Linked DNA regions of Gossypium hirsutum: region 1 is linked to region 2. The links are chromatin contacts, called in public Hi-C maps. All regions are on one chromosome and are shown on one strand. Each heading gives the region's core, a stretch centred on a gene start, on an enhancer-like site or on the middle of the called end of the contact. The rest is flanking DNA. Distances are from core to core; before and after follow the strand shown. Region 1 holds the start of LOC121221139 (transcription factor TCP20). Region 2 has its middle 64 kb from the start of LOC121221466.

What was found. Hi-C and Micro-C count contacts between places; a contact is called where the count stands out from the background.
Region 1: a Hi-C map of leaf shows a contact between it and region 2, with 4 times the contacts expected there. The contact joins the promoter of LOC121221139 here to the enhancer-like site in region 2. A contact is called at or near these places in 8 of 34 Hi-C or Micro-C datasets (callus, hypocotyl and leaf).

The regions. Positions count from the first base shown.
Region 1 is chrD09:13,666,239-13,669,030 of Gossypium_hirsutum_v2.1, forward strand. It overlaps LOC121221139 (transcription factor TCP20), which reads left to right and starts at 1,502. Exons shown (of 4, transcript XM_041101688.1): 1 at 1,502-1,866; 2 at 1,961-2,792. The coding sequence starts at 1,845.
Region 2 is chrD09:13,560,857-13,563,618 of Gossypium_hirsutum_v2.1, forward strand. No RefSeq gene overlaps it. Among protein-coding and RNA genes, the nearest start is that of LOC121221466, 64 kb to the left of the region's middle. Within about 2 kb of position 1,490, at least 2 of the 9 cell types and tissues checked have an H3K27ac peak or open chromatin away from gene starts, as enhancers often do. A contact at or near this core is called in hypocotyl and leaf, where this site is marked.

The DNA.
Region 1 (2,792 bases), core at 252-2,751, 110 kb after region 2:
ATTTCTGGCGGTGGGTTACTTTGAGTTCCAACCATCGCTGACTGCTTTTTCTGTAACTTTGTCTCCTTGCGATTAGCTCTAGCAGTCTTCTCAATTTTTGAATCGAACGAAAGAGTACCTGGAGCAGATCTGGTCATAAGAAACAAAAAAACAAGATTAGTACGTTGCCAATCCCCGGCAACGATGCCAAAATTTAATGCGGTCATTGAAAGCACAAAAAATATCCTATTCGTAATAAATAATGAAAAATAATAGTAAAAGGGAAGTAGGGTCAAATCCTCAAGGACTGGATTTGCACAATATCTTGTTCTGTGAAATCCTAGGCAGAATCTTGCCTAAGAAAACCTGCGTTCCTGAAAAAAATAAAAAAAATAGAAGAATTAAAGGTTTGGATCTGGAAACGAAAAATAAAATAAAAACAGAATTAGGAATATTGAATCAAAAATTCGAGAAAAATAGAGTTGAGAGAAAGAAAATTCTTATGGGAGATTCTAGCCTCCAGTTATCTCATTTCGCCTTGGGTTCAATCCTCGACTTTTAGATGATCCTTCCCAAACCAAATAAGCCAGTTATAGTGGAAGAGGATGCCTCGACCACCAGCTCCAAGGATTTAGACTTACGATTTGGTGGAACCTGACTCTAGCCAACAATAGCTTCTATGAGATCATCTTATGCTAGATCAACGCTTCTCAATGGCGAATCCCACGCCATTTTGTCTCTTGGGCTCGCCAACCTCTGACGCAGTAAGCTAACGAACCGACTGTGCAACCTTCCCAAAACATACGAAGCGGTCGCCTTTGCATACGTTGAAAAGCTTACTTCTTAAGGGATATGGATGGAAGCGTCAGCCCCGTAGTGCGAAGAAACGATGAATACTCGTTGAGAAGGCTAAGTACAGATTCTAAGCCTCATGAACCCTTTTGGAGATTTTCGACAACCTTTGGCTAGATGGGTTTAGTGGCTCATGGTTGTGGTAGAAAAGAAAATAAATAAAATAAAAATAGAGATTTTATTGAAAGGAAATATGAGAAGAACAAAAGCCTAGACTTTTGGAGAAAGAGTGTTTACAGAAAAGGATCCTCCTCTTTTGAGTTATTTCATCCCCTATTTATAGTGCTAGGGGAGATACCTATTTAAATTCCTAAAAGATAAATACATTTAATTGAAGATAAATAAAAATAAATAAAATAAAATCTTAAAAATAATTCTTAATAATTATCTTAATATTAATTATCCTAATATAATTAAAATAGAGTTTAATAGAATAAAATCTCTTCTTTTTGCATTTCAACCCTTGTGTTCTCCATACTTGCACTTTTGGCATCAACTTTTCCTTGTGTCGCACATTGGCCCATTTTATTTCTAAATTCAGGCTTTTGGCCCTTAATTTTGCTTTTGCCTCAAATTTAGCCCCTATAAGATAAAAGATTATAAATAATTTAAATTAACAGGATCATACTCAGAATAAATACATAATTAAGATATAAAAATACATTATTCTAGAGTGTTATCAAATCTCTTACAAGAGATGGAACCATTAGTATGATGCCTGCCGAAATAATATTGTAGCAAGTAAAAGGTAAAGGCGAAGTGAAGAGAACGCTAAGAGAATCAGCCATCAATCATGGAAATGGGCAGTTAAAGTTACTATCGTATCAGAAGTATTAGTCAAAACCCGTTCACTACTGTAAGAAAAAGAGTAAGAAAGGACAGTGAGAGAAAGTAGGAAGACATGTTGTAAAACCAAGATAAAATTTTTGACATTTTGGGGGTGTGCTTTGGGATTTCAATATTATATTACTAGTTTGTCTTTCACATTCCTTGCCAAAAACAGTGAAAAACTCATGAAAGTGGAGGACTTTTCAGGTAACCTTCTTCAATCTAAGAAACTTAGTTTTTTTGGCTTTAATTTGCTTTGCCCCCACCTTACCACCCCTTTACCTGTTCATGGATCCCAAAGGCTCCAAGCAGCCACCAGCTGAAGTATCCAACTTCTTGAGCTTGCCACCACAACCCCAACAACAGCCTCATCAAAGCATGGGAGAGAACAAAGCAGGTGAAAGCAAGGGTTTCCGGATTGTTGCAAGTAAAGAAGAAGGGAAGAAACAACAGTTGGCTCCAAAGAGAAGTTCTAACAAAGACAGGCACACTAAAGTTGAAGGGAGAGGTAGAAGAATAAGGATGCCTGCTTTATGTGCAGCTAGAATCTTTCAGTTGACCAGAGAATTGGGACACAAATCTGATGGGGAAACCATACAGTGGCTGTTACAACAAGCTGAACCATCAATAATAGCCGCCACGGGGAGCGGAACCATACCAGCTTCAGCTTTGGCAGCAGCTGGAGGCTCAGTTTCTCATCAGGGGGCCTCTCTGTCAGCTGGATTGCACCAAAAGATGGAAGACTTAGAGGGGTCCAGTATAGGGTCTGGAAGCAGTAGGACCAGTTGGGCAACGGTTGGTGCCAACAATTTGGGGAGACCCCATCATGTAGCAACAGGGTTATGGCCCTCAGTCAGTGGTTATGGGTTTCAGACATCATCTGGTCCATCTACAACCAATTTAGGCACTGAAAGTTCTATTTATCTGCAAAAAATCGGGATTCCTGGTTTTGATTTGCCAGCTACTAATATTGGTCAGATGAGCTTCACCTCAATCTTAGGTGCGGCTAACCAGCAACTCCCTGGTTTGGAACTTGGGTTGTCTCAAGATGGTCATATTGGGGTTCTAAATCATCAAGCCTTAAGCCAAATTTATCAACAAATGGGGCAGGCTAGGGTGCTCCAGCAAAAGCA
Region 2 (2,762 bases), core at 240-2,739:
CAGGCACATGGCCATCTAATAGAAGTATTGTGATTCCTGAATTGAGCTGATGGCTGTGGGTATTTGAATTCCAATTTGAAATTTTGATTTCAAATCCAAATATGTTTATTATTTAAATTAAAATTCAAGCATCTTCTTAATCCAAATTCGAGTTAAAAAGTTACCCATTAAATATCTCAAAGTCAAAATTTTAGAAAGTAAATTAAATTATGGATTAGAATATCCAAATTTAAGTTTATTATATGTAAAAAAATAAAATAGATTCAGATAATAAATATTCAAAAATTAATATTTGTATTCATTTTAAATTAATTGAACAGAATAATTCAAATATTTAAATTTAAATATTTTCTGAATCTTCAACCAACATATCAAATATCTACTAATTTGTACTATTTATTACTATCCTTATAACCTATCAGCTTCAGTGGGGATGAAAGAAAAAAAAATTACAAAGGCAGTGTAGCTGAGCAAAAATTCGATGAAGAAACAAAGTAAATCAAGAGGCATGTGAATTTTGTAACCAATAGCACATTTAACGCATGTTAGAGTACAGAGTCTTGTTTTGAATGCAAATAGATGTTATCAAATACAAAGACTATTCAAGTCGACTGAGTTTATTCGAGTTAGTATTGATATTGTTCTTAATCGAAAAAGATATAGATTAAGTGTACTGAAACACATTTATCTTTTTATTTAAAGTTAGAAAAAATTACGAGTAATTTTAAACATTTACATAAAAAATTTAAAAAAGGGTTTGTTTTATTTTTTTAAACCAAAGCAAAAATATGCTAAAAGAGGACATTTTAATTATTAAAAGAAGCTTCAAAGCTTCTTTTAATAATTAAAATGTCCTCTTTAAGCTTGAAACAGCTAAATTACATTACACCATATGTAATGTAGTGCAAATAGCTAATAAGTAATAAGGCCCTTGGAATTGATGGGAAAGTGCCTAAATTTTGGTGTGTGCTTATATAATTATCTCCCTTTGGTATTCAAATGGGAAAAAAGAAAAGGAAAAGCTTTGAAAAGGAAAGGACAAATGATTAAAACGAATACTAACAAAGAAAGATCCAAGCTTATCTCCTGGTGAGAAAAGAAAAAATCTTTAAAAATTAAATTTGGAAAACCCATAAACAAAAGCAAAGATCTTTTCCCATTTAATCAAATTGCTTGAATTCATGTGAGACTGGTTTTCAAAGAGCGGGGCCTCCCTTTGTCTCCATGATGGGAAGCACATGTGACAAGCCATGCAATCACCAACGTACACCTACCAACTCCAACCATAATTATCATCACAACACAAAGAATTGGTCTTCTCCACATCAAAGCAAAGGCTCTATGTAAGTTTTTATAAAGGGAAAGCAGTTGAAAAAGGAATAAATAAATTAATAAAGATATATATATGTTCTCATTACTTCAATGATTCATGCCAAACCCATCCTAAAGTTGCTTAATAATCAAGTTTGCAAGAATGATTAAAGAAAAAAAAAGGAGAAAAGTAAAGGATATATATGTCTGTGTGTATGGATATCCCCACTATGGTGACCAAGTATTGCATGGATTGTTCGTCCAATGAAAAGTCAAAGAGTATAGTGTACTTTTAATTAATGACCATTTCCCAAGTTTTTAATTTCCCATATAAACTGTATGTCATTATCATGGAGTGATTTAAGATAAAAAAAAAATACAAGTTAATCTCCATCATCTCCATCATCAGCTATTGTTGTTGATTTTCAATAGTAAAATCGTCTCAATAATCGTGCCAACCTGCCAACTTTTGAACTTCTTAAGTGGCAATTCTGTTGGCACTACCGCAAATCTCTTTAATTTAATTTAATTTTTTTAAAGATAAAAGTTTAAGATTTATATTAAGAGTTTTGAGTATCACAATTTTATAAAAAAAGATTAATTATTTTTAAAATTATATTAATAATAAATATACAAATTATAAGTGAAAAAAATTACTAAGGGTAAATCTTAAAAAAAAATGAATGGCTGGGATTTAACCATAAGTGTCAAAGTACTTGATAGACCAACCCTTAAGTAATATATGTATATATTCAGTTCATTCATATACATATATAGGGATTCATGAAATGGAAATTTTATGCATTGAGCTCATCGTCCACATAATGAATCCATTTTGGTCGATAAGAAACAAAAGTGGTTCGATTTTGTTGAACAAAAACAGAAATGTAATTTTTAGATTTGAATAATGATAACTGCATGATTTGAATAAACTTGTGAAATACATACTGGAAAAAGAAGGGAAAAAAGAAAGCTGAAGAGATGTAATTTTTGAGCAAGTAGTGCACCAAACTGACAAGAAACATGAAAGACAAGCAATCCCACAGCAAACTGAATTAAATTAAATAAAAAATTGTTTTTTAATTTTGGAATTAATTTAATGTAATTAAAAATATCTTTAGGCAATTCTACTCCAATAGCTTTTACCATTACACCAAACTGATATATAACTAGTTGAAAATTCTACTCCATATTTGATATTCATTGTTACAAGGTTTTTCTTTTATGGGATAACGAGTGAGGTAAGGATAATTTAAGGATTTAAAGATTATTTTTATCATTTTACTTGAGATTCATTACAACTATCAATATTTTAATAATATGAATAACTCTACAGCGGAGTTTTTATATTTTATAAGTAGGATTAAGGAATTGATAAATGTTTCGTAGAGTTATAATAAAATATTAAAAATAAATATTTAAAAAATATACGTGATATTTTTTAAGATTGC